Linked DNA regions of Mus musculus: regions 2, 3 and 4 are each linked to region 1. Evidence: chromatin contacts called from public Hi-C and HiChIP or PLAC-seq data. All regions are on one chromosome and are shown on one strand. The core of a region is the stretch at or near the end of the contact, and the rest is flanking DNA. Distances in the headings are between cores, read along the strand shown.

Region 1 (7,087 bases), core at 2,183-4,682:
ATAGTACAACCCATAGCCCCCCTTCATCCAACCATTTACTTTTGTACAGCCCAAGACCCCAAAATAGTCTCTATACTATTTGTCAATAGTTTAAAAAAAAATAGCAAAAGAAGACTATTTCACGACATGTCAATATTATAGGAAATTTTAAATTCAGCATCCATAATCATGGCAGCGGGGCCAGAGCTGATTTCCATAGCATCTACTCCACATGGCCCACTGCACCAGAGGCCATGTGCTACACAAAGCTAGAAGTACTTCCTGCCCAGCCCTTTATAGAAACTTTATAGCTGCCCACCCTTGGGGTACAAGGGAGTAGGAGAGATGACTCTCAAATATGAGGTGACCTTTTTTTGGAGAATCAGTTAGTGCTTTGACAAGAAGCAATTTAGCTATGGGTCGTGTGATTGACAGTAGCCATAAGCGGAGAGTTGGAGAGCAGACATGGCTGACGTAGGGAGGGCTGGGGGGAGGGCTGCGTTAACATTCTTCTTCAAACAATCGCTGCTTCTTGATGATTGATTTCGTTTTCCTCCCCCTGCAGGAATTTGATCAGTTTGATGAAATTTCATTGATGTCAACTCTCCAGCTGTCTGTGCCTTACCAAAAGCTGTTTGCCTCCAAGACAATAAACAGCCCGTGTGATCCTTTCTCTTGCTTAAGCAGGAAGTCACCACTCAACAGGAAGGAATTTAAAACCAATCCCACAAAATTTCGTGTTTGGTATAAAATGTGAAATATTTGAAGTCTGGGGATATTGTCATCTCAGAGGTCCCCAGTGGGAACACATGGCTGCTTTCCGGTTCAGTGAGAGGGTCACACCTTGCCCTCGAGTCGAATATAATTGCAAACATTCCCCTCTGGGGAATATCTTGTAAGGAAGATTGCCTGACTTTCTGTTAAATCAAACCTCTCCCCTCGATGCCTTACAAATTCTCAGGCTTACTGTATTTCATCAGCCTAAAGGCAGGGTTTGACATCAGCAATTGTTCGAGAACATTTGCTTTTACAGTGGAAGAAAGAAATGAAAAGAGCAGATCCCAGACCAGAAAATCCATGCCTCTCTGAGCCGTTTTCTTAGGGAAAGAGGGTGGGCTTTCTGTTGTTTGTTTGTTTGCAGGTCAGGACGAATGCAGTAGTTGATGCATCGTTGTGACTAACAAAAAACATTTTATATCGGTTAGAGACTTTTTAAAAACTTCATTACAAAGTTAGAGAAAAGATTAGGGCAGAAGAAAAATGAATGGGAAAGTCGAAAATCCTCGATGCATGCCAGGAAATAAAAACGACCTGAGTCAAATCCAAATACAAGCAAACGGAACAACCAAATAAAAAATAACACCCTCCCGGCAGGGCAGCACATACCCATGATCCCAGATTGTCTGTGAGAGGTGGAACAGAAGTATCGCAAAAGCCCAAGTGTTCGGGGCTAGCTTGTGCCACACACAACCTGTTCTAAATGATAATAATAATGATAATAATAATAACAGCTGCAAGAGATTATAGCTCCATTGTCAAGAGAGTATAGAGTGGTATTGTTCACAACTGACACAACTGGTAACTGCCCTTAAGGGACTGCTTTCTCTCAGCATAGTAGTAAACATTCGTAAACAGGGTCGCATGATATTGTGGCATTTGTTCATCTTTTTTGAGACAGGGTTTCTCTGTGTAGCCCTGACTACCCTGGAACTTTCTCTGTAGACAAGGGCTGGCCTCGAACTCTCAAAGATCTGCCTGCCTCTGCCTCCTGAGCACTGGTAAGCCTCAGCACCACCAGCCACCACCTTTGCAAACAGGGACATTGCGTCTGTCATCTGCTTTAACTGTGGCAGGGAAGGAGCAAATCCCTCCTAACAGAAATGTGAAAAGGCCACCAAGCAGGGAGGGACAGCTCAGGATAGGGTGTTGGACAAATGTCTACAAATGCCCACAGGAATGTGAGAAACTAGGACCAAGACACCCCCTCTTTCCCACCCCACCTGCAACCAGGTCCAGTACAAAGCCCCTGAGTTCCTCTAGAATCTAGTCGGGTCTCAGCCTGGGGGGCGGGGTGGATGCGTGGGTGGCAGGGAGGGATAGAGCTGGCTTTCTCAAAACAAAAGAAGCCAGGACCCCACCTCCAGGGCCAATTAAAGGGAATGTCTCACGCGGCCAATTAAGTAGTTAACAACTACTGGGGCTCATCAGATCACCCGTGGCTGCTTCCCTGCCTCACCCGGATGGGGAGAGAGAAGTATGTTTTATTTCTCTCTCTCTCTCTCTCTCTCTAAAGATTTATTTATTTATTATTACGTATAAGTACACTATAGCTGTCTTCAGACACTCCAGAAGAGGGCTTCAGATCTCATTACAGATGGTTTTGAGCCACCATGTGGTTGCTGGGATTTGAACTCAGGATCTTTGGAAGAGCAGTCAGTGCTCTTAACCGCTGAGCCATCTCTCCAGCCCCGAGTTTTATTTCTCTCTCTCTCTCTCTCTCTCTCTCTCTCTCTCTCTCTCTCTCTCTCTCTCTCTCTCTCTCTCTCTCATAAGAGAGAGAGAGTTGTTGTTGTTTTATATATATATATATATATATATATATATATCAACAACAAACAAAAAAACAAAAACAAAACTTAAGTATTTTTGAAAAGCCAGCAGGCTGCATCAATAGGTGAACTGTCCCAAAAGTAAGGTTTCCCGTCATTGTTTCTCTGACAGATTTTAAGAGCTCAACTAACTCAGAGAAATGCCAAGACCGTGGGTGACATCGGATGGCATTTTTTTGCCAGGGAACGCAGTAGGAAGCACTTCGCAGACAGGATGAGCCAGTCTGAAGCCAGCAGACATCAGCCAGCTGGTGAGACCCTGTCGCTCCAGGCAGATGCAGCTGGGGACATGCGTGGGAGGCAGTATGCTCCGTCTAAGCGGGCGGGGGTGAGCCCCACTCCGCAGAACAAGAAAACAGAAATTTGACGGTGGACCCACTGGGTCTAGGCAGCAGGTGCTTGCAAGCACCGCCTACAGTCAGCTTCCAGTGAGTGTTTGCTGCGAGTTTGGTTGCTTGTTTAAACGCTTTGCAGAATTCAAGAACAATCATAAGCCAAGTCACACTTTCCAAACACAGGGCAATACTCCAGGCAGCAGGGGGTTCTACCGAGAAAAAAAAAAAAAAAGGAAAAAGGAAAAAAAAATCAAGGTAATCAAGAAGATAGGTGCAAAAAACAGAGAGGGTGACCCGCGCGGTCCTAGCTTGAGCGATTTCAGTGGTGGGTCCTAGTAACCCCACAGTCTTGGGACAGTTGGTTGCTATAGGGTCGAGCACCATGATGTCATGTATCCTACGGAACCAACTAAGCTGAGTCCATATTAGTTCTGGCGGCGCTATGACCCTCGAGTGTCCAAAGGCCGCCAGTTCTGCTCCCGAGGGGCGTGGCCTTTCCACACTCCCCACGTGGTCTTTTCCATCCTGGATCTCGGCTGGACCAGCCTAGCGCAGCCGGGTCTCATGGATTCGCAGTCCCGCTGCGTGGTGGTGACCGGTAAGCCCAAGTTTCCCTGCGTTCCGGGTTTTGGTTTTGGCTGCTTTCTGCTGGGGCCTGGAATGCGCACTTGCTCGACTCTGCTTGTAAACAGCTCTCCCAGGGGAACACGGGTGGCAACTGGTGTTGGTAGGAATTCCAGATGGAAGCTGACTTCCTGCTCAGCCCTATTAAAAAAAAACACAGGCTTTCCTGCCTCTGAGCCCCTTCGCCACAAATAACTTGAGTGCCATGCACGGAGGTGCCCACTTGTGGCTTAGGTTCTCTCAGACCTTGTTTGTCCTTCAGCCCCTTGGGGAGGAGCCCAGGCTACCACCTGCTGTCCCTAAGCCTAGGACCCAGTGGAGACCATCGAATTGCAGATTTAGACAGAATTAACCATCACAGGGCCTCATACCATCCTTTTTAAAGGACCAGGCCTTGATGGAGACTGCAGTCGCCAACCCCCATGGTGCTTTTGCTACTATGGAAACACTGAAATAACCAACACACACACTGGTTGTGGATGCCACTGAACACACACACACACACACACACACACACACACACACACTGGTTGATGCCTCTGAACCCCAAAAGGTCAGCCTGGAAGGAATGGTGGCTGCTCTGTCCTCCATCTCAGCCGCACATCTGAAGTCACCCCAGCCACAGGCACCTGTCATTGTCACAGCTGGTCCCTATGGGCTTACTCTTTCCTCACGATGCTCTTATTTTTAGTCAGACACCAAAGCGCTTTATTTATTTTTAGTTAGACACATTTGGCACATTTCAAGTTTTCCAACTTGTATTCGATAAAGGGAAACAAAGGATTCCTGTCACCTGTCCTAATTGAAAGCTTCTTTGATAAATACTTTCGGACAGTGATTCATACTATCAGCCTTCCAAAAGGAGGAAGGAAAAAAAAAAAAAAGAAAAGAAAAGAGCATTCTTTTGAGACACTCTTATTCCCTTGCACTTCTGATTTGTTTTTTTTTTTTTTTTTTTTATTTCGGGTCCAGAGATGGAATGGCTCAAATTACATTTGACGTCCTCAGGAAACCATACTCTTGGTAAAAGCAGTGCCTGTCTCAAATGAAATATGGGCATGGAAATGTGCTGCCCCCTCTTGGACTCACGTCTTTCCCTACATTTCTCTCATCAGCCAGCAGTTGCTGGGAGTCAGGCGCCATTGGGAAATGCCCACTGGATCCCAGAGTGTGGCCTGCCTTTATTAGTAATGTTTTGAGTTTGCCGGAGGACAGACTCTTCATTTTATTGGAGCCCCTAGTTGTGTAAATCTTGTCTTGACAACTGGTATGTAGACAGATGGTGAAATGCAAGGATTCTAACAAACAGCCTTTAGATTAAGGTGTTGGCTGGGACCAACAGTAAAATGAGAGACCAGGCGAACCTGCAGTCCTCCCCAGGGTTCGATGATTCTACCACATTTTCTGGCTGACTACCCAACTCTATTCCAAGGCAGTCTTGATGGGGAATGAGGCTTAGCCCAGCAAAACAAGACCTTCTAACCTTGCTCCCGGAGTTGTCTTTCCTAATTTAAAACAAACAAGGATGTAGTTTCCTCAAAGCTGAATGTGGTTCTAAAGTGTGTGAAATGTGTGTTGATGGGTTTTTAATGATCCTAGAGGAAGCTGGCTTCTCGGTCTTTCTACTTAATCTCAACATTTTCTAAGCCGTTCTTTAGAGCTGCAGGTTCCCACAGCAGCTGCAAGACTGTGTATCCTATCAGTCAAAGCCAGATGGTAGTCCTGAGATGGTGGGCCATTCTGTTGAAAAGCTTTCTGTCCCCTGAAGTTTTTCTCCCTAGGAACCAATCCTGATGATGGGCCACGACCAATACACTCAGCAGTTGCCAGGCACAGCTGGATCCCCTCTCCAGTGCTGCTACCTACTCTAGAGGCCCTGGGGTCCAGCGACTTGATGTAGCATCCTGATCTTTTACAGACTGGAAAGTGTGGCAACTGAGAAGTATGCGCTGAGAGTCAGGTGAGGGACTCAAACCCTCAGTCATACTCCAGATAAAACTGATCAGGACGATGCTCAACCCTACCTGCAGCCCAAGCTGAGATGAGGCTCCCCTCCTCTCAGTCTGACATGCTAGCCTCCCCCAGGAGGAGGCCACACATTTTTCATTTTAGAAATATAGATCAAGAAGAAATTGTAAAGAAAGAGAACTCCTTGCAAATCTCACTAGGGTTGCCTGATGCTGACATCTTCAATGTCCAATCCAATGTACTAACATCAGTACAATTAAGAAAGAGAGAAGCAGAGAGAGGGGGAGAAGGAAGGGAAGGAGAACGGGATGGAGGGGTTGAGGAATGAGTATGTGTGCACGTGCACACAGACCGCTCTATACAATTTAGACCAGTGCAAGGCTTCCTGGAATTGCCTCCACCTCAAAACGCCTTCCCCTGCTACTCCCACCTTAGCTTCTTCCGCACTTTCTTCCCCCATTTTAACACGTGGTGTCCTTTTCAGACTCATTTGGCTGTAATAAAATATCCAGAAAACAAACAAACGACAAAGGATAAAGGAGTTTATTTCCGTTTACAATTCCAGGTTACAGTCCATCGTGGTGGGAAAGTCAGCAGCAGGAACTTCAGAGAATTGGTCGCATCACATCCACAGTCAAGAGCAGAGAGAAATGCATACATATTTGCTGTCTTGTTTGCTTTCTCATGTTCAGCTTGGATTTCTCCATTCTTTTATAGTTCAGGACTCAATGCCTAGGGAATGACACTGCCCATAGTGAACTGGGTTCCCCCACATCAATTAACAAGAATTGTTGAGGAATTGGGTTGGCTTGTGGACATGGTTTTTTTTTGGAGGATTATCTTAGTTAAGCTAATTGATATAAGCAGAACCATTCCCTAGGCAATGATTGGCCTGTGGGCATGTCAACATTTCCTAGGAATGTTGGCCTGTGAGTATGTCTGTGCCCACAAGTAAGACAATTGGCTAATTGATATGAGAAGGCCCAGCCCACTGTAGGTGGTACCATTCCTTAGGCTGGAGATCCTTGAGCTGTAGGAGAGAGGAGAAATCAAACTGAGCACAAGCAAGTGAGCATGTGTGCATCTCTCTGCTCTTTGACTGTGGATGCTATGTGACTGTTGTTTGAAGTCCTGCCTCAACTTTCCCACAGTGATGGGCTATAACATAATTATATGCTGAAATGAATTCCTCTCTCCTCTAAGTTGCTTTCGTTGTTGTTTTTATTACAGCAACAGTTAAAGTAGAACACTTATTTAAAACCTATGGAAGGATATATAGATAGTTTACAGCTTTAGAGTTGTTAGAGTGGAGAACACTACTGTAAACAGTAGTTTCCAGTTCTGAGATCAGTGGCCAGGTGTATACATGTTACTCAGTCCACTTTCAGCTCTAAAAAAAAAAAAAATTGGGGCTCAGCGGTTAAGAGCACTGACTGCTCTTCCAAAGGTCCTGAGTTCAAATCCCAGCAACCACACGGTGGCTCACAACCACCCATAACATAACAAGGTCTGATGCCCTCTTCTGGAGCTTCTGAAGACAGCTACAGTGTACTCACATATAATAATAATAAA
Region 2 (7,087 bases), core at 1,658-4,157, 500 kb after region 1:
ATAATCAATTGATTCTTATAGAATATTCTTGTGGCTTTTTGAGGACTTGGACATTAGTGTATGGTTGCAGTTGATGAATAGGTATAGCATGGTATGAATTCTTGTTAATATTTTTGTTTATCAAGCAAGGCCAAATAGTGATGAATCTCCATTCTGAACTTCTTCGCTGGCCTGGATAATAGTTCTGAGATACTGAAAAAGGTGTTACCCTATTCCCAGTCCAATAGATACATCATAACACACTGCTAAGTTTAACCTGTAGTCTTTTGTTGTTGTTGTTGTTGTTTGATTGTTTTTTTGAGACAGGGTTTCACTGTGTAGCCCTGGCTGTCCTGGAACTCAGTCTCTAGACCAGGCTGGAACTCAGAGATCTACCTGCCTCTGCCTACCCAGTGTTGGGACTAAAGGTGTGCACTGTTGCAGCCACCACCTGGCTAACCCATCGTCTTAACAGATGCACACCAAAGGGAAGACTAAGGCTAGACAATCCACAAAGCAAGGTCCCAGCCAAAGATAACAAATCACTGGCTGATTTCTATAGTGCAAATATTCAACACCCTGACATGACATTCATGAACATTAACTATGTAGAATTTCAAGAACAGATAAGAAAATGCAGTTGAGTGATTAGGACATGTTACATTTTGAGTATTTATCTCCCTCTTGTTGTATTGTGAATTATAAGCTTGTATACTTATTTTCCACAGTAGCTGTGTTGACCCCATGGTTCACATGTAACAACTGGCAGCCTCACACAGCAGGAGACCTATCCCATACACCACTGCCAGGCTTCTGCAGTGGGAGACCCTGGCAGGAGAGCAGCAGGAAAGAGAGGTTGGGCTCACCTTCTCCCTTCTAGGGTATATTCTGCAGCTCTCCTCTGTCCAGAGGCCGTATCTCAGAACTCCAGGCTCCGCTAGCACTTGGGCACAAAGGCTCTTGGTTTGCTACTCCCTAGGTCACTGGTGCTTCTCCACCCCCACATCCTTCGCAAATAGCCCTCTCCTCCCTCCCACTTGGTTAGGCTCTTCTTTTTGAATGTGCAGCCTTTGCCTGCTCAGGTTGGCTCCCCTGGTCACCTCTAATATGCTCACTTCTTCCCACACTTCACAGTCATATATTTAAGGACACTAGCCCATGTCTCCGAATCTCAGTTCTGAGGATTAAGTCTGATCAGTGGGATATTGTTTTGCAATAGTAAGCAGTAGCACAAGTTTTTGACTTTGTCTTTCTTCTGCTAAGCTATGCCCCCAGAGCAGTCATCTCCTGAGAGATGGGTTTACAGCAGAAGTGAGGAGAAGTTTTGAGTTTTACAATTCAACACTCGGGGTGGGGGTGGGGGGAAGCAAGAAAAACCCAAGGAGTCAGAGCAAAGCAACCTCTTAATTGGGGCCAATGATGTGTGATGGCTCCCTACCTCTAGACAGAACTGGAAGTCTGGACATTCAATATGATGAGAGTTAACGGTTCCAGCTGAGTCCAGGTGACTCTGTAGCTGCCCTGTGAGGGTCGGCTGTTGTGGGGTGGTCAAGGCCAGGGCGCTCAGGATGAGTAATCTAGAAGGTTGAGTGATGATCACCAAGGACCAAAGTGTTGATGTGCCCCTGTGGATGGGAGAACGGAAGAACAGAGTCCAGGGCTCCCAGGCCAATGCCTTGGTGCTGAATACCCCCCACCCCCCTACTTAGGGCCACCTGTGCCTATTCCTGCGCTCTGTAATGCTACTGACTCTGGCTACCATCCTTTGTAACTGTCGTGTAATGCAATGAGATGCAAGTATGCACAAACTGAGAGAGCTGTGGTTTCTATGGCAATTAAACTAAGTGCTTTAAGGGCACACTGCTGAAAGAAGAGACAGCGGCCCCCCTCCCAGGCTGTCATAATGGGGGTGTGTATAAGGCAGTTGCAAAAGTCTGGAGAGATGGTAGGTGTCTAGAATGTTCTGTGCTCAGAGCACTTCAAAGTCTTTCTAGGTTCTTTCTCCACCAGAATGATGCTAATATTGCAAAGCATAAAGTCCCATGAAGGTGGTTTGTGCAAGTAAGAAGGTAACAGCGTTTCCCACTCTGCGTGGAAAGGAAATCTTACCTAAACATATAATATTGGCAAATGGAGATGCATTCATGCCAGAAGTTAAAAATGTATATGTAGGGCTGAAGACATGACTCAGTGGTTAGGGGCACTGGCAGCAGAGCATGTGGTTTCAATTCTCAGTACCCACATTTTGGCTAACAACTGCCTTTAACTCCAGTTTCACGGGGATTTGACGCCCTCTTCTGGCGTCTGTGTGCACCGTCGTGGTACAAATACATGCAGGCAAAACACTCACACACATAAAAAATAAAAGCAAAATTACTGAAATGGTCTTAGTTTAAAAAACATAACAGGTATATGTGTATATACGGATGTGCAATATACATGCGCAAAGTTGTTTTGTGGTGGTGGATATTGATATCCAGGCCTGGCATATTCTTTATCTGGCAAGCTCTTTATTGTTGAACTATAACTCTAGTTTAAAGAATACACCTCCTGCCCCTCATCTCCAGAGCAACCAATTAGAAGCTTCCTCTACGAAAAGGATCTCTCATTTAATGGCAACTATTTTTCATTAAAGAAAGCTGGGACTCAGGGGTGCCTTAGTTGCGCCCTAGGAGTAGCAACGGGGAGCCTCATAAGGTGTCCCAGATAGCCAGCACGCAGTAATCCGACAACCCACGTGGGATTACCCTGGGCCACCAGGGGGGCCAGTGCTGGGCAGCCTCGCCATGGCCCGATCTGTCCGGCAGGGGGCGCTGTCCGGCCGCAGTGGCCGCGCGGGCCGCGTCCTGATTGGCTGGAGGCGATGGCCCAAGTCCACAGCCGCGCGACCGGGCCACTAAGTGGGGAAGCTCGCCAGTCGGTGCGCCAGTCCAAGGGCCTCCGAGGCAGCGGCGCGGCGGGCGCGGCGCGGCGGGGCGGAGGGGACAAGATCAGGGCAGGAGGCAAGCGGCTAATCGAAAGGGTCCGGCACACCCAGCAAGATGCTGTCCTGGCGGCTGCAGACGGGCTCTGAAAAGGCGGAGCTGCAGGAGCTCAACGCCCGGCTTTACGACTACGTGTGCCGGGTGCGAGAGCTGGAGCGCGAGAACCTGCTACTGGAGGAGGAGTTGCGCAGCCGGCTGAGCCGGGAGGACCGCTGGGCTGAGGATCAGGCACTCTACGCCGAGGAGGCGCGCAGCCTACGACAGCAGCTAGATGAACTGAACTGGTCCACAGCCCTGGCCGAGGGCGAGCGCGACGCGCTGCGGAGGGAACTGCTGGAGCTGCAGCGGGAGGGTGTGGAAGCCGGCACTGCCCGCAGCCGCCTGGATGCCGAGCTGGGAGCGCAACGGCGGGAGCTAGAGGAGGCTCTGGGCGCGCGCGCCGCCCTCGAGGCGCTGCTGGGCCGGCTGGAAACTGAGCGCCGCGACTTGGACGCTGCCCACGAACGCCAAGTGCGAGATCTACGAGCCCGCGCTGCCAGCCTCACCATGCACTTCCGAGCCCGCGCCACCAGCCCCGCCGCGCCCCCGCCGCGCCTGCGGGACGTGCACGACAGCTACGCCCTGCTGGTGGCCGAGTCGTGGAGGGAGAGCGTGCAGCTGTACGAGGACGAGGTGCGCGAGCTGGAGCAGGCGCTGCGCCGCGGCCAAGAGAGCCGGCTCCAGGCGGAGGACGAGGCGCGGCTGTGCGCGCAGGAGGCAGACGCGCTGCGGAACCAGGCGCTGGAGTTGGAGCAGCTGCGCGCGAGGCTGGAGGATGAGCTGCTGCGGATGCGCGAGGAGTACGGGATGCAGGCGGAGGAGCGGCAGGTCCGTGGGCAGGGACCGCGCCCCTTCCCTAATAGCCTGTACACGCACCCCTGTGCACCCAGTAGGCGAGCAGCAGGGGTTCCCGGGACACCCAGCTGGTTCAGCCCCACCCAGGGAAGCGTACGCTGCCAGCAGCTTTGCTATTTATGAAGCGACGGGATTCTGGCATATAGCTAGTCTAAGAATAAGGGGTTGGTGCAATGATCCTTAAATCGGAGGACTGACGCCATGTGACAGGTCCCGGTGGCTAGCCTAGTGCCCATCATCCTGTTAGTTGGATTACCTTTAGATCCAGACGTGTCTAGGCACATCCTGATCAACGATCCTGTTAGTTCTGTTTTTGTTCTCTCCTCTCCTCTCCTCTCCTCTCCTCTCCTCTCCTCTCCTCTCCTCTCCTCTCCTCTCTTCTTTTCTTTTTCTTTTTCCTGCGCTTTTGTAGAGCTTGTAGCCTGAAATCCAAAACTCAGCCCAGACTTCAGACCTGGATAGGCAACACATTGAGAGGTTGCAAGGCACTGCCAAGTCCTCCCCAGGAGGCTCACCATGCTTAAAGAGGGCTCCAAGCACCTTTTTGTTTTGTTTTGTTTTGTTTTGTTTTTGTTTGCCAGAATGATTTCCCAGCTGGAGACAGCTGCTTGTAGCTCCTCGAGCAGATGTCTTATTTTTCTGGTTTTTGTTTCTTCCCGCGAGAGGACTAAGTAACTGTCATACAGAAAAAGGGTCAGAGTTGTTTTGCTCACAGTACGAGCTGAGGGCAGATCTCTGGGTTGTGTAAAAACCAGGAGAAAGCAGGACCCTGTGGTGAGATGTTATTACAACTACAGACTAATATAAACGGTTCTTATGTCAGAGCAGCTGAGCTCTAACCCTCTGACGATGTGTGCGGATACCTGTGGCTGATTTATTCTCTGGACGCTCAGTTTGGCCCTAGTGTTTGGCTCCCAACCTAGCTCACTCCCAGCCAGAATTGGAATTACTCCCAAATCACACGATGAGGGGCTCTCAGGAAGTTGGTCTGGAGTAAGATGAGCACAACTTCAAGAAATATTTGAAGAGAAGAGTTTGCAGCTAGGAGCTGAAGGTTGGAGATGTTGTGATGTCATTTTCTAAAATGTGTGGAGTGGATGACTGGGGTGATGTGACCAGCAGCTGGTAGTCAGCATCTCTTTTTTTTTTTTTTTTTTTTTTTTTTTCTGGTTCCCCAGCGATGGGCTAGGATTTTGGTAGCCAAAGAGCTGGAGAGTGGGTGGGAGATCATGGACCTTGAAGAAGCTCTGGCTTTAAGGTTCTTATAACAGCCTAACCTTTTCCCACTAATAAAATCTTCAGGAGCAAATCTGAGACAGAGAAGCAGAGTTCCCCAAATGGAGGAAAGACTAGGAATTGGAAGTATGTATAGAATCACTGTCCAGCCCTTCCACAAGGACTCCAGACCACTAATGAAGTCGTACCTGAGGTCACACCTGACTTGCAATAGGACCCCACCCTTGGCTCCCCACCCTGGGATCTCTCTGTTTCAGAGTTGGCTTTTCCCCCCTGGAAACAAGAGCAGGACAGTGTGAAGGACCTGGATTTCTTCTTCAGTCTCAATTTGTTTAGGTTTTTGCCTTTGCTAAATGTTACCAGCTGCAATCTTACCTGTATTGTAACTCTTTGCCCAGCTATCTTAAAGCAACTGCATTTCAGATTCCATTCTGAAACATTTCTCCCCAATCATAAACAGTGTTCCGAATTATATGAAGGAGAAAATATTGTTTCAACCCCAAGCCTTTACCATTCCCCTCCCCCCACCCCAAGTTTCTTAGATGCTCAGTCTGGAGGACTGAAAATATAAAGACTGGCTAAGCTGACTTTCTGTAGAAACGTTGCACTGCTAACAGCCTTGGGAGGCATCAGGCCTAGTCCATGTGTTCACTCTTAGTCCGCACACCAATCTCAGAAGGTGGATACTAACATGAGCCCTGTTTTACAGATGGTAAAGACGAGGGTGAGCCATCAGTCTATAAGTGGCCAAAACAGAGTTCCATCCAGGCTCATGTGAGCAGCTCACTGCTGGGCCATGCGTCCTCTCTTAAACCTTTAACTTTGCACAGGTCCAGTGATAACTGCTTTTTCTAAGGGCTAGCCCAGAGATAGCCTGCTCTCATGGAACCCGAGGGTGTTTTCAGACCCTTCATGGTGTATTATTCTAGCTTGTATTTTTATTTATTTATTTATTTATTTATTTATTGGCTTTTTTTTTCTGTATCCTAGTGGCAGGGGATGTTAGAAGACCTGCAAGGGGCCTGAGAAAGGCCTTGAAGATGTTGTCATTTACTCCAGCTTTACCCTAGAAACACTGACTTTGTTCTGCGATGGAGACTCTTAGCTGCCAGCTCCAACCATTTGTGAACGATTCCAAAACACTAAGGAGACATTTCTTTTGAAAAGAAGGCAGACAGGATTAGCTGTGTAGTTAAGCTCAGCATTCTTGTAGCCTTCCTATTTGGGGCTGAATTCTGACTCTCACTCTATCTCAGAGTATAAGATTTCTTCAAGATTAAGCTCATTAACCCCTTCCTCGCCCTGTTTCCCGCTCTGTGAAAATGAAAAGCAGCTCACAGGTTGCTATTGGTTGGATGGCTTCTATTAATTTATCCAATTAATGGTGGTTGGGACCTCAGGTGCCAGTCTCCCTCTTTGTAGCTAAGGATAAAGCAGTGAAAAATAACAAAGAAAGAGGCCACAGGAGGCCATGGTGATGTGGCACCAGTGTGTGCTCATCGGGAACCTGGGAAGCCAGCAGAGCTGGACAATGAAGCAGAGGGTGACTGGGATTTTTTGTTTGTTTTTGTTCTGTTTTTTAGATTTGTTTACTTGTTTTTTATTTGCTTGTTTATTTTAAATGTAAGTACATTATTGCTGTCTTCAGACACACCAGAAGAGGGCATCCGATCTCATTACAGATGGTTGTGAGCCTTGTGGCTGCTGGGAATTGAACTCTGGACTTCTGGAAGAGCAGGCAGTGCTCTTAACTACTAAGCCATCTCTCCAGCTCCAGGGCCTTCTTTTAAAATCTGAGTCCCACTGAAAGCCACCAGGGAGTCCTGAGCAGGAGTGAACGTGGTAGCAGATCAGACTCTGCTGTGCTGAGCATCGGCTTCATGGACCAGTGTAGGAGCGACGCTGCAGCAATTGAGGCCATGGGAAGCTTAGACAGGATGCAGAATGGTAGACTGAGGGAGGGCTCTTCTTTCAAGTTGAAGCTATATCAAGGT
Region 3 (7,087 bases), core at 1,504-4,003, 480 kb after region 1:
GATAAGGCTCCTCTCGGTAGGCAGGTTGCTCTGAGCATCTTTTGCATCCACCTTCTAAGGCTGGGATTACAGGCAGGCCAGGTATTTACAAAGCTTTCTAGGGATCCGGACTCAGATCTGCACACGTGTGTGGGAAGCGCTTTAACCACTGAGCTATCTCCCTGACTCCACTCTCTCCTTTCTGTACAGTCTGGGATGCATACCCAAGGAGTGGTCTTTCTACAGCTGATGTAATCAAGACAATCCCCTCGGGCATTCTCACCCGCTGGTCTTTCAGGAGCTTCTAAAGTCTGTCAAGTTGCTGATTAGCATTAGCACTCACAGACTTCAACTCTAGAGGGCCTGTGGGCTGCTCTCAGAGCTGGTGAAGCAGACAGAAGTACCATAGCCAACGGGAGCCTTGAAAGCACCTGCACCTGCATGGTGGAGGAGCAAGGGACAGGACACGGCAGGCACAGCATTCACCCTGTCTCTTAGGAGAAATGAGTCTCTCTTCTGCTCACTGGAGCATCTAGCATGGTGAAAGCCCAGGTTCCAGTCTGAGGTCCCCAAAGTCCATTTGGCATCGTTTGGACCTCAGAGGCAGTGGCCGAATGTGCTGTGGTAGACAGACTCCAGCTAGTCTTGCTCACACTTGATTTTATAGCCTCACCGTCTTTCTGTTGCGTTTTCATCTGTGGTTTGCCATTGCTTTTAACTGACCTTCAAACATCACTTGACTCCGTGCATTTTACATTCCCAAGCTGGGGGCTAGGTACAAAATCAGGCTAAAGACATTCTCTGCTCAGAAGTTCTTGATAAAGCCACAAGGCCAGTATCTGGAGAAGGGGCGCTGAAAGTTGAACAAGGAATTGTGTCACATGAGTGTGATGGTTAGTCTGGTCAACTTGATTAGACTGATATGCACCTATGAGATTTGTAGCTCTCACTCCTGGGTGTGTTTGCAAAGGGCTCAGAGACAAGCAGAGCCTAAGGGCTGTGACCTACTGGGTGGTTTCATCTGTGCATAGACTCGGAGTTTTAATAACTCATAAGGAAATGGTAGACTGCAGAAAATGGTCCTGCTGGAGGAAGTGGGGTGTTGGGGACATACCTTCTGAGAGTGGCTTTCTGTGTTACTCTCTGCTTCCTGAATACTACAAGGAGATCCACTGTCTTCTACTGTTCCCTGCTTTGTGATGGGCCCCCAAACAACAGAACCATCCAACTGTGAGTTAAAACTGGGTCCAGTAGCCAGAGAGAATTCTCCCTTCCTTAAGTCTTTCTTTCAATTATTTTATTGCAGCATCGAAACACTGAGCAACATGGTAAGTTTGGAAAGCTTTGCAAAGCATCACCCTCTTTTGTGTGACCTCGAGGCTCTGAGAAAGTCCTACGGGAAAAGGCTTTTGTTTAACAGTCTCACCCAGGAAATTCCAGACTTATTTGACACTGGGACTTTTGGTAGCAACTTGCCTTTATTAACATCCCAGGGAACTAGAATTCTGTGGCAGACATTGGGACAATGCTATTGGGTTGCCAACCAGTGCATTGGTGACTTGACCTGAGCAAGAGGGAGCTAACTCACCACCCAGCCATCACCCACTGATTGGAGCTAGGCTGAAGCTTAGCCTTGCTGGTTTTCCTGACGGAACCCGCACCAGCAGCCGGCTTGAGTCTCCAATTTGCTTACGGCCTTGTGGACTCCTCAGCTTCCATAAATCCATTATCCAATCCTTGCAATCAATTAATTATTCACATTCTACTGGTTCTGTTTTCTCTGGAGAATCCTGTCTAATTGGATTTTGGTAGAAAGGTCCACCAGGCCTTAAGGTTCAGGCTAACCAGTGAACAGACAGCCATGAAGATTGTCTCGTGTCCTGCTTGTTGCTCTCCGGCTTGGAGATGGAGCCTACATCAGTCAGGAGTGCTCTGACTTCAGAATACAGAAGTTACACAATCTGCCAAAATGAATATGTTATAAATTTCGATGGGGAAAAAAAATCCAAATGGCAGAAACACCGATAGAGTGATTACGCTTCGTTTTAGAGCTAATTTTTATACAAAAATTGTCTTGAAGTTGTTTCTCTGGACTTTGCCCATAATCGTTGCATGTTGAGTTCTTACAGGGAATCAGCAGATGGCTCTTTAATGAACCAACAGTGCACGACCAAGAAGTGTGGAGGCTGGTGTTTATTTTCAGATCAAAGGGAGAAAAATTAAGCCCAGAGGTGCTTGTTTTCCGGAAAAATCACACTCTTGTGTGTTAGGGTGACAGAAATCTTCTTGATTTCACAATTTTCTCCTACCCGCCCCATTTACTCCCACACTAATCTGAATCTATAAATAGGGTTTAAATATTGCTCTTCTGAGGCTGGGCGTGTTGCTCGGTGGTAGAGCGATTCACTTAGCTTGCAAGAGGCCCCGAGTTTGATTCCCGGATGAGCCAAAGTCAGCGATAAATACATAGTGCCTCTTGCCTATTTGCAACAAGGCGAACTAGCTACTTTTAATTAAAAGGTTTCCAAAAAGCCTCACTCCGAATAAAGGGTGCGGCCTTTCCATAAAGAACGCCTTGCTGTAATTTACACCCAAGAAAAAGATGTAGGCCAGGAAGAAGAAAGGAACCGTCTCGCTTTGACCGCAGAAAAAGCCAGGGTTAAAACAATCCGATGGGTTTGTACCTTTCCTTTCACCTTTGTGGGCCCCTCAGAACTTGATGCCAGCCAACGCGGTGAGGCCAAGCCTGCAGAATACTTGCTCTGGAATCTGCTCTGCTCTCTCTCCTAGCTTCCTGCTTGCCCACGGAACAGTTATTGGAAAACACCTGGTATTGAAATGCTATCGTGTGGACAATCCGCCATCTAGTGGCCTGAGAGAGAATTGCAAAAACAGCTTTCGGGGGTTATTTGCCAAAAGTGGCCTTCAGACCAAAGTTATTTATGCCAATAATTCTTAGGCTTTGCTTCACATTATAACGTCTCAGGGAGCTTGTAAAAGTCTGATGCCAAGGCTACACCCGCATACCAACTAAGTCGGAATTCCTGGGAATTGCAATGGGTCGTGCTTGTGAGCTGCGATCTTTGCAACCAAAGCAGTTGATTAAAACAAAGAAAGTGTCAGGCAGTCTCGTGTGTTTCTGTGAGATACTGTGTGTGCTGATTTCTTCTCCCTTCTCTCTCCCCCAACTTTTATTTTCAGACAAGATCTCATGTGTCCTGGGCTGTTCCTGAGTTCCTGATAGTCTTGCCTCCACCAGACCCTCCCCTACCGCCCACTCATTGCTAGAATTATAGGTGTGTGCCACAATGCATGGTTTTGATATCCTCCCTCCCTCCCTCCTCCCTCCCTCCCTTCCTCTTTTTCTTTTTCTTTCATCTTTAAAAATGGGACCAATATACATAATACTAGATTGTTGGCAAGCACAAACTTGAAGTTTGACTCCTTGGAGTGTCAAACATGTGCTTTAGCTAAACATATCTGCCATGGGGACCTTTGATGACTGGTTCCATGAAACACTGGATCATTGTATATAACACACCATGAGAATCGCTGTGTGTTATGGTTTGAATGTAAAATGTGGACCCCTGTCCCACCCTCCTTGTATGACTCAGTCCTCAGACAGTGGTGCAACTTACGTTGGCTCTGGAACTTTTACAGCCAGAGGTCTAGTTGGCATAGGACCAAGTACCATCTGGGCAGAGCTACATCTGGGCAGAGCTACATCTGGGCAGAGCTATAGAGGTATAGCACACAGCTTCTTGACCTACAGGGCTGTAAGGAACTCATGCTTCAGGTTTCCACCACTCCAGTCTGGTGTCTAGAACTGATGGATGGCTGCCTGATGCCTGTACCCCTTAAAGTGTGAATTGAAATACATCTCCCCTCCCCTCTGTTGCTTTAGCTGGGTATCTTAACACAGTAGTGAGAAAGCTAACTGCACACAATGAATCACTTAGTCCTGACCTGACTACACAATAGATTCTATTTAGATGAATTTTATTAGGAGTCTATAACATTACCTTTCACTTGCTTTTTTTTTTATGTTCTTTTTTTTTTTAATTTTTTATTAGGTATTTAGCTCATTTACATTTCCAATGCTATACCAAAAGTCCCCCATACCCACCCACTCCCACTCCCCTACCCACCCACTCACCCTTTTTGACCCTGGCATTCCCCTGTACTGGGGCATATAAAGTTTGCGTGTCCAATGGGCCTCTCTTTGCAGTGATGGCCGACTAGGCCATCTTTTGATACATATGCAGCTAGAGTCAAGAGCTCCGGGGTACTGGTTAGTTCATAATGTTGTTCCACCTATAGGGTTGCAGATCCCTTTAGCTCCTTGGGTACTTTCTCTAGCTCCTCCATTGGGAGCCCTGTGATCCATCCATTAGCTGACTGTGAGCATCCACTTCTGTGTTTGCTAGGCCCCCGCATAGTCTCACAAGAGACAGCTACATCTGGGTCCTTTCGATAAAATCTTGCTAGTGTATGCAATGGTGTCAGCATTTGGATGCTGATTATGGGGTGGATCCCTGGATATGGCAGTCTCTACATGGTCCATCCTTTCATCTCAGCTCCAAACTTTGTCTCTGTAACTCCTTCCAAGGGTGTTTTGTTCCCACTTCTAAGGAGGGTCACTTGCTTTTTAAAAAAGATTTATTTTTATTTTTAAATTACATCTAGGTGTGTCTGCACACGAGAGATCAAGTACCCACAGAGGCAGGAGTCATCAGATTTTCCTGAGCTGGGGCTGTGGGCAGTTTGAGCTGTCCGATGTGGGGGTGGGGGAACTAGGCATTCTCTAGATTCTCTTGACTGTTGGGTCATCACTCTAGCCCTTTAATTTTGAATTTTTTGAAATGTATCTTTTTATTACATTTACTTACTTTGTATGTGTGTGCATGTGTGTGTGTGTGTGTGTGTGTGTGTAACATGTGCATGCACACACATATACTGTGGTAGGTATGTAGAAGTCAGAACAAAGGAGGAAGTTATTTCTCTTATTCACAACCTGGGCTCTGGGTATTGAACTCAGGCCATCCTATTTGGTGGCAGGCCCCTTTAACGCCAAACCATTTCTCTGGTCCACCTTTGGAAGTTAATGTTACAGGCATCCCATAAATCAACAGTAGTTCTAACTTTTTTCCAACAGGTGTATGGACACTGTGGACACATGTCCCTTGAAGTCTGGCCTCCACCAGTACATTGCCTGGGTTAAATTCCACACATGTCTGGCCCTGAAGCCAGTACTGTGTGCTTTCTTCAGCTAAAGCAAGCCCCCCTCCATCTCTTCTGTAGCTTCCTAGGTCCTGGGCTCATCAAGCAATTGAAATCTTTCAAAATGATCGGTAAGGAGTGTGAGCGTGTTTGTTGTTGTACCTTGTATTTCCCTAGCAGGCAGATCAAAACGTCTTTCCACACGATAGTAAAAATTTGCCTTCTACTTGCTGAAGGCTTGATAATTAAGTCTCTGAAATGGACAGTAAAGAGTCAACAAATGGCAAACTTTGTAATTATGTTCATAACTATGCATGTCCCACAGAACACTAGATTTAAGAGTTGGGTGGTTAAAGCAATATGCATATGTACATGTATGTATATATGTGCACATACATACATATATAACATGCATGCATTATATATTATGTTCTGTTATATGTTACACACTACATGTTATATATACATACATACACGCATATATACACATAGGCATATACATAAGGCAAGGTTTCACATTGTAGTCCAGGCTGGCCTAGAACGCACTATGTAGCTCAGGTTTGCAACTGATGAATTAAAAATGGCACCCACTAGTGGAGTGGGATGGTGGCATCAAACTCATAACACTTCTGTCTTAGTCTCCTGAGTGATAGAATCACAGGCAGGAGCCACCCCACTTTGGTTAAAGCCCAATGGAATCCTGAGCTATGAGAAAGAGTGGGGGCAGGGCAGTGACAACTTAAGGCAGGGCGAGGGAGGAGTTGTCTAATGAATAAAGCTCTGGTGTGCAGATAAAAAGTGTCTTCCATAGACAAATACTTTCTCAAATGTCAACTTTTCTTAAAGACCTAAGTTTCTTTGACCCAAGGAAACCTCAGGGTCTGCAGCCAGAGTTTCCCAGAAAACCAGCTCTAAATTTGCTCCAGAGTCTTGTTTTAGGGAAGTGTTCCTTGCTACATTTTAACCTGTTTATTAGCAGGGCTCAGCTTCGCAGCTCAGTCTGTATATTACCCAGCACTACAGTGCATGCCATTTTAAACTCATCAGTTGCAAAGAGCTAATAGTCCATCCGTTAAGAGTGTGCAAAGGCTATTTTATGTTTTATTGTTATCGGCAGATTTATGTTTCTTCCTGATGAATTCTAGCTTTTCTGCATTGCACTCCACAATCCCCACTCCTCCTATCTTGAGCTTATGTCGATTTTTGCCTAATTCTGTTCTGTTTTTTTATGTTTTAGATCAGGGCTGATCCACTCGAGATTTTACTTGTGGTTGATGTTATTTTTCAAGTCAACGACCAATTACAGTAACAGCATTGATTAAACACCGTCTCTCTGCCCTGCATGGAAATGCCATCTTTCCTGTGCTTTACCTCAGAATGGACCGGGCTTGGTTGCACACGGCTTTGAGCCCAGCACGCTGAAGACAAACAGGTGGAACTCTGTGAGTCTAAGGCCAGCCTAGTCTACAAAGAGAGTTCCAGAACAGCCAGGAGTACATAATGAAACCCTGTGTCAAAACACAACCAACAAACAGCGTGGGTCTTGAATGGCTTTTATACGTCTTGGCCTCCTGGTCTACAAACTTGCTGTGTCAATGCCATGTAGCCTTTCACGCTATTCCATCAGCTTGGTCCAGAGTTTTAGCATCTGGCACAACTGTTCTACATCAGTGTTTTTCAGAGATAAAATGCTGCTCGTGAAATGGAAATATTTAGAATTGCTTCTACATAAATGTTAAATGCTTTTATAGAACCCAAGGAAAACCCTGTTGATGTTCTGATTAAAATTAAGGTTCATCCCTTTGGAAATCGCTGACACTTGTGGTTATTAGTCCCTCCGATCCAAGGGCCTTTCGCACTTCCCCGTTAGTTCAAATCTGGCTTTTAA
Region 4 (7,087 bases), core at 1,654-4,153, 260 kb after region 1:
TGAGCCAGTCACAAGCTGTTGATTCTGGCGAGCCAAGAGGCACTCAGAGGCCAAGTTTAGCAGTGAGGTCTCAGGCTTTACTTTTGTTACCTTTTATTTGATGTCGTTTTGTTTTTTTGGAGGAGGTGTCCTCGCATGAAATCAAATACCAGAAAAGCCTCTGTGTCAAAGCAGCACTTTCCGTAAATTCACCGAGAAGCCAGAAAACCACAGGTACTCAGGAGGTGTCACCGCTGCCCCTTCCAATACAAGGCCAGCTGTGTACATCCTAGGGAACAGCTTCTGGGGCCAGAAGCCCAGCCTTTTTAGACTTCTGCATCTTGGTCCTGAGAAGGGGAGTTCTGGTGCTCTTCCCGCCATTTTGGAACTAGAGATGGTTTGGAAGGACACGCTCCTCAGTAGCAGTGACGGTGACAGGGTCAGAACCACATTTTACGATCTTACCATCTTTAAGCCTGCTGGGGACTATCACTGCATACTGTTCTTTGCTTGGGGGAAAGTGGATCTTCACAAAGTAGGTGCCATGCTCACCCCTGGAGTGCATAGATAGATACAGCTAGAAGTCACAGAACACTGTTTAAAAGGAAAAGAAAAAAGAAAAAAAGAAAACCTACCTTTCCAGGTGCTAGGTAGGACTAGTGGAGGCTCCAAAGCCCTGGAGTCTCGTGAAAGGCAAGGCTGGAGCTCACCTCAGTCTCAGATCTGAGATGGAGGAGGCAGACTGGTTAATACAAAGATGACTGGGAAAGGGGGGTCAAGGATGCTGCCTGCAGGAGTGTGAGGGGCAGTAAAATGGGGGCAGGGGGCGGCACCAAGGAGCCTACTCCTTGGTTAAGGATCTACTCCAGAAGGGCAGGTGAACAACAGAGCCACTCAAGGCATGGGACATTCATGGGTGACAAGTGAAGTGGGAGGACACAGAGCAGGAGGCTGGAGAAGCGCAGTATCACTGTGTTCACAACGGGTAGGGTAGAGAACGGCAGAGTGAAGCAGATCTTGAGATGGTAAGGGCTTGGATGGCCTATTAGAAAGGAAGCAGGCTCGAGTGGTGGTGCTTCTGAGATGATCGTTAGCTAGGAGAACAAGAGCATTGACCCCCTCCCCCCCAACCCCCGCCACGGGGAGGAGAGTTATGTAGAGAAACCATAGAAGCAAGGAGACATTCCATGGGGGTGGTCTTCACCTGTAGTTGAAAGCTCAAATAGAAGTCAGGGAGTGGTGGTACACACCCTTGATCCCCAGCACTAGGGAGGCAGAGGCAGAAGAATCTCTGAGTTTGAGGCCAGACTGGTCTACAAGTCCAGTTATGAGACAGCCAGAGCCACACAAAGGGGGAAAAAAAAGGCTCAGCAAGAGGCCTGGACTTGAGATGGTATTTGAAAGTCAGATAAAGACAAGAGGATGCTAAGGAACCAGTAAATATAATGAAGTAGGAAGAAGGGGGAGAGCCTGTCTGTGGCCATGTCTTGGTCTGAATGATTATGTCTTCCAGAACTCCTATCCCGAGATCTAGTCCCTGAGCACATGGTGCTAAAAGGTGAGGCTTTGTCCTTACCTCAGGAGGCTGGAGCCCTCACAAGTGGAATAGTGCCCTTGTGAAAGAGACACCAGAAAATGCCTTACCCCTTTCCACATGAAAGATGGTGGTGGAGGGCTCTGAACCCAGAAAGCAGGTCCTCATCAGACAGAGAACCTGTCAGCCCCTTTCCTTGGGTCTCTGGTCTCCAGAACTAAGAGAAGTGAATCCATTGTTCATAAGCCATCCAGCTTGTGACATTCTGCTGTAGCAGCCCAGATGGATTAAGGCCAGAGACAATGAAAGCCTAGATGGAGAAAAGGCCAACAGAGCAGCCACTACAGGCGAAGGAGGAGACACAGAAGCCATTTCAAACAAGACAGGAGGCAAGGACCGACCATCAAACATGAGGGCACTGACAGTTATTCCCGTATTAATTCCCCAACACAATTCCTTTCGGGGGGGGGGGGCCCTCACTCTTTCGGAACAACTCAGGCCTGCATAAAAATCACAAAAACAAAGAAATACAGAGGTTGTAACAGGTAGAGTGGCCCCTCGTTAGTGGGCTGCCTCCACACTGCCAGTAGATACGACCCGGGAAGAATGAAGATACATTATGGGGTAAACTGATCAAGTGGTCTCCTTTACAGCATTGACTTCACTCGTATTCTTCACTGGGATTTCTCTCCAGATGCTGATATTCCCAATCCTCTGCCACCAGCCAGCAGTAAATAGTTTACTGGGATTCCTCAAATATTCATTTTGAATGGCGTATGTGAACTCTGAAGTGGGCATTCTGTGAGGGCTCGATGCCCTTGCCCTGGATCCTTGAAGGATGACGGAGGGCTCTGGCTGAACACAGCACGACAGAAGCCAGTTGTCTAGGGAGAGCCACTAAGGCCCCGCTCTCCAAAGGAAAGAGAATGCCAGCCATCTGTGTTGTAAACATTCTAGTGGCCTCATCCCGAGTAAAGAGAAGCAAATGAACTGATTTTAATAAATAGCACGTTTTACCTTTTCGAGTATATTCATCAGAGCATGGAATCCATTTTTTTTTTAATCATGTAGGCAATATTTCAAAGATTCTTCCCAGACTACATCCTGGAAACCCTTCGCTCAAAGCAGGGCTTTCTTGGGGCAGGCCACAAGGGTCAAGTGCTCCACTCAGGCACGTGTGACTGGTGCCACTACACACATGACAGCATAGACTAGAATAGGAGTCTACGAAGAGGGAAAGCATTCTAGCTGAATTAGAAAGGCTACAGGAAGCTGTGACCATGACTAAGTTTTCAGGACAAGGTAAGAAGACAGTATTCTTGAATGGAGTCAGCGATTTTAAGCACTCCATTGTGAAACCACAGAACACGTCATCAGGACTGGTACAGCGGCCAAGGAAAAGGCTGCAGAACACGGCCTTGGGAAGACCAGTTCTAGCCAACAGGCACTCTGGCCTCAGGCCGGCTGTTTTCTTTGTTCTAATTTAACCTTCCATGGACTCTATGAGGAAGACAGGATCCATGCCATTATGAAGATGAACAAACTAAACCCTACACATTTAAATTGCTTGGTAGTTCCTGGCTACTGGCCCTTGACTCTGACCCAGAATACAGGCCTTATCTCTGCCCCTGACTTCTTCAGAAGCTGCTGAAAAGCCACAGTGAGAGCAGAGCATCTGTGGGGTCGCTGACAGGTGTTAGCTAATGATGCTGCAAACCGCACATCCCTTTCATGCAGAGCTTCTACGCTTCCGAAACACTTTCCTGTCCATACTTAGTTTGGCCACCATGACAGAGTGGTGTGGCTGCCGTAGTACCAGCTCGACCACAGCTCAGGCAAGCTGGCCAGTCCAGTCGTCACACACTCTTGTTTCTGTATCCAAATCTGATGATGCTTTTTAAGATAATTTTTTTTCAAATGCCAAGGCTACTTTAAAAACAAAATGTTGGGGACTGGAGAAGTAGCTCAGTCCTTAAGAGTACTGGCTGCTCTCCCAGAGGACCCAGATTTGATTTCCAGCATCTTCAGGGCTCACAAATTGACTGTAACTCTGGTCTTTCCAGGGACACTACACTCATACGTGGTGAGCAGTCATACATGCAGACAAAGTACTCAAACATATTAGATAAATAAATAATTTAAAAATAAATAAAAACAAAATTTTATGACAATGGACAAGAACTCATTCCTATAATCCCAGGACTTGGGAAGCTAAGGCAGGAGATGTGCCATGAACTCAAGGGTAGCCTGAGCTACATGTCCAGGCTAGCCCCAACTACAGACTGAGACCCTAGCTCAAAACCAACAAAAAGAATTACAGGGTTTTTTTTTTTCAAACCATTAATTAAGCCAAGCATAGGGAATTGTTTTTTAATCAATCAGAAAAGTATATTTCACTCAGCTATTCAAAGTACTAGCCATTAGAATACTGGCCCTACTAATATCTCTTATACACACCCACACATACAAATGCATACACCTTACCCCTACACATTCCACAGACAGACACAAATCAAATGACAGAAAACATCAAGGTGTGTGACCTACTCTGGCCCCAACTCCAGGCATGATGAAATAATAGCTACCCATGAGGGCTGGTCTTCCATTTGTTGATTATACACACTTCAGAATTTAGACAAATTTATCCATCTGGGGGTTCTGTGCGGGATTTATGGGGCAATCTTCATAACTAGTCAGGTATATGGACTCATTGAGTCTTTAACTGGTCTAGCCATAAAATAACAGCTAACGTGCTGAGGGAAACCAGTGAGGGGAACCTTGCTGGCAACTACGTCTAAATATTGCTCAATTACTGAATTCAATACAGCCAATGCCCTGAGCCATAGCTACATTTTAGCCAAAAGTTGATTTTCATGTCCTATGTCACATCAGGTATGAGTTTAGGCATTCTACAAAGAACATATGCATATTACAGGTAAACAAACAAGCTTTAAACACCACTATGAGACCCTGGGGTCACTGCATGCTTTCCAAGTTCTCTTCACTAAGTGTCTGCACAAGACTGCCACAACAGGTGTACGAGAAAGGAATGAAAACCCAAGGGCTCAGAAACATTCCCTCCTATAGAGCTGCCTTAAGTAGAGAATGGACCTAGGACTCGTGGAAGCTGGCAAGCAGGCATCTGATCTATCACGTGTTTCATATTAAACCCGATTTCCTGCAGCATCAGGGTCCTGAGAGCCAAGGATCACCTTCTCAGGACACGGGTGTTAACACGTTTCCTTTATTTGTGAGAAGGAATCTTGCTCTACAAAATGATGGTGGTGGTGGTGGTGGTGGTGGTGGTGGTGGTGGGTGGTGATACTATAAATCCCTTTACACAAAGGACACAGGCACTGAGCTGTAAGAAGTGCCTGTTTGTCGAGAATCAGAGACTTACAAAGCACACCAAGTCCCCTATCTCATCAGAGCAGTTGACGGTTAGTAAACTTGTAGCCTCCAGATGCAGCAAATTATTTCTAACCAGACTTGACAGCAGCCACAGCAGCCTCCATCCAGGCTCCGGTCCTGTACTCTGAGAGATCCCGATTCACAGAAAAGCTAGATAAGACCCATCCCTCCCCATCCCCAGGAAACACTTCCACTAGGCAGTGTGGAGATGTGAGAGAACTTCGTCCTGCCCCACCAAAGACAAAGGAGAGGAGGAGGGAGAGGAAGAGGAAGAAAGCACGGAGCAGAAAGTGGAAGTCCCCCGGCTGCCCACTCTTACTTTTCTGGCAGCGATTTGTGGTCCAGCAGCGGTAGTTGTACTCATTGTTGATGGTGGTCTTCTCACACATGGGCTTCTCCTCCAATGTCCCTGGACACAGGTCCCCACATTCCTTCGGGGGCTTGTTCCCCACAATGTAGTTATTGGACACCGCATCCAAGATGAGAGACCAGTCTATGGTGGAGAGGTAACAGAGGTCGGCGTTCTTCTCAATCCTGATGGCCCCCCGAGTAATGTTCCTCAGATTATAAAGCCCAATATCCTTGAGATTGGTCATCTCGAAGATGACCAGTGCGTAGTTGTAGAAGAGTTTCCAGCCACGGATGACTGTGAGGTTGGGGAAGAGGTCTCCCAGGCTCTCGAGGCCAGCGACTCGGAAGAGCAGCAAGTACTCAGTGATGACGGTGAGCTTGGGGAAGCGGTAGCTTCGGTAGTCCTCGGCCTTGGAGATGAGCAGGATGTGGAGGAAGCCCTCGATCACCGTGCAGTTTTCCAGGCGCTTCAGCTGCTGATAGTCGTTGCGGATGTCAATGCCGGGCCCACAGACTGAAGGGAGACAAGAGGGCAAAGCGGGGCATATGGTTAAACAGAGATCATTCTTAAGATGACTTTCTGATAGAACCTGTATCATTATAAAAGATGATGACTGTTTTTCAGGGCAGAGTGCACACCCGCACAGCTACCTGGTTACTGTCACTCAGCTGCCTACGCTGGCCCAGATGCCGTACGACATACTCACTGACCTGTGGGAGAAACTGCTACATGAACCATCCAAACTGAAGGTTTCAGTCCGAGGTCACAAAGGGTTGTGTGCAGAGTTCATGCTACAACCCGAACGAGCCCAGTGTCGCCAAGGTCCTCAGTCACAACACTACACAAAAAAATCCGCAGCCCAGGTCCTACAGTTTCTGTGTCTGGCAAAAAGGACATCAAGCAACGAAGTCTACTCAAGAAGAATCACTGCGACCCAGGGAGCAGACACCATTTAATATAGACCAATTGGACCTGTAACCGGGAGGCTCGAAAAACGCAAATAAAAGAAATAGCTGAAGAAAACTGAAAGGGGCGCGGGTTCGCAAAAGTAACATAATGTGCCACGTTCTTAACAGAGTAAGACGTTTCCTATACAAGTGAGGTAACAGCAGCAGCAGTAAAAATCAACAGCGATCGCAACAGTCACAGATAAACAGCCTTCATCTACCTGCGCCAACTGTCCTTTCTCTGCAAATAATAAAATCAGGCACGAGCATACCCATGCAAAGACTTGTTTCACTTAACTAATACAAACATTTAACCAATCTAATGTTTTTCCAAAGGATTTTTAAAAAAGAAAAGCCAGGTGCCTGTGGGGTGGCTCAGCAGGAAAAGGAAGCTGATTAGCAGTCCTCACTTCCATCAGATCCCTGGAACCCACTGTGAGTGAGACAACCCCAGCACGATCCTCCCCACATGCATGTGCGCGCGCCCGTGCTCGCTCACTCATACACGCACACAGACACGTACACACAAGCGCACGCACACACACAGGCGCACTTATTTTCCTCTCTCTCTTTTTAATTTAAAAGGGGAAACTTGTTTTATTAGAGTGTTTTGATTTTGGCTGTCTTAAGATTTATTTAATTCATATATGTGAGTACACTGTCACTGTCTTCAGACACACCAGAAGAAGGCATCGGATTCCATTACAGATGGTCGTGAGGCACCATGTGGTTGCTAGGAACTGAACTCAGGACCTCTGGAAGAACAGTCAGTGCTCTTAACCGCTAAGCCACCTCTCTAGCCCAGAGAAACTTGTTTTAAATTATTAATACGTACTAGTCCCTTGTTCTGATTCTCTACTGTTA

The links. Hi-C and Micro-C count contacts between places; a contact is called where the count stands out from the background. HiChIP or PLAC-seq counts read pairs in DNA pulled down with a chosen protein or histone mark.
Region 2: a contact with region 1 is called in an H3K27ac HiChIP or PLAC-seq map of the NIH/3T3 cell line, with 5 times the contacts expected there. The contact joins the promoter of Synm here to the promoter of Pgpep1l in region 1. A contact is called at or near these places in 9 of 39 promoter capture datasets (the HPC-7 cell line, cranial neural crest, hematopoietic stem and progenitor cells and 5 more), 9 of 115 datasets of contacts at active chromatin or transcription factors (the NIH/3T3 cell line, craniofacial prominence, embryonic basal ganglia and 5 more) and 4 of 9 other capture datasets (adipose tissue, liver, macrophages and 1 more).
Region 3: a contact with region 1 is called in an H3K4me3 HiChIP or PLAC-seq map of craniofacial prominence, with 4 times the contacts expected there. The contact joins the enhancer-like site here to the promoter of Pgpep1l in region 1. A contact is called at or near these places in 20 of 39 promoter capture datasets (the 3T3-L1 cell line, 3T3-L1-derived adipocytes, the C10 cell line and 15 more), 1 of 15 datasets of contacts at CTCF or cohesin (the NIH/3T3 cell line), 1 of 484 Hi-C or Micro-C datasets (ECoMG myeloid progenitors), 11 of 115 datasets of contacts at active chromatin or transcription factors (T-cell acute lymphoblastic leukemia, craniofacial prominence, embryonic basal ganglia and 6 more) and 5 of 9 other capture datasets (adipose tissue, embryonic stem cells, liver and 2 more).
Region 4: a Hi-C map of myocytes shows a contact between it and region 1, with 1.8 times the contacts expected there. The contact joins the enhancer-like site here to the promoter of Pgpep1l in region 1. A contact is called at or near these places in 2 of 39 promoter capture datasets (hippocampal neurons and neutrophils), 1 of 484 Hi-C or Micro-C datasets (myocytes), 1 of 115 datasets of contacts at active chromatin or transcription factors (bone marrow-derived macrophages) and 3 of 9 other capture datasets (adipose tissue, liver and pancreatic islet).

The regions. Positions count from the first base shown.
Region 1 is chr7:68,260,578-68,267,664 of GRCm38.p6, reverse strand. Pgpep1l (pyroglutamyl-peptidase I-like) reads left to right here and starts at 3,432. Exons shown (of 4, transcript NM_030101.1): 1 at 3,432-3,521. Gm16157 (predicted gene 16157) reads left to right here. Exons shown (of 4, transcript NR_040340.1): 4 at 545-1,326.
Region 2 is chr7:67,755,562-67,762,648 of GRCm38.p6, reverse strand. Synm (synemin, intermediate filament protein) reads left to right here and starts at 2,907. Exons shown (of 5, transcript NM_207663.3): 1 at 2,907-3,830. The coding sequence starts at 3,021.
Region 3 is chr7:67,784,642-67,791,728 of GRCm38.p6, reverse strand. 4833412C05Rik (RIKEN cDNA 4833412C05 gene) reads left to right here. Exons shown (of 3, transcript NR_045954.1): 2 at 5,135-5,330; 3 at 6,437-7,087. Among named protein-coding and RNA genes, the nearest start is that of Gm34350, 15 kb to the left of the region's middle. Within about 2 kb of position 2,753, at least 30 of the 459 cell types and tissues checked have an H3K27ac peak or open chromatin away from gene starts, as enhancers often do. A contact at or near this core is called in craniofacial prominence, where this site is marked.
Region 4 is chr7:68,002,512-68,009,598 of GRCm38.p6, reverse strand. It overlaps Igf1r (insulin-like growth factor I receptor), which reads right to left. Exons shown (of 21, transcript NM_010513.2): 2 at 5,244-5,789. Among named protein-coding and RNA genes, the nearest start is that of Igf1r, 54 kb to the right of the region's middle. Within about 2 kb of position 2,903, at least 29 of the 459 cell types and tissues checked have an H3K27ac peak or open chromatin away from gene starts, as enhancers often do. A contact at or near this core is called in myocytes, where this site is marked.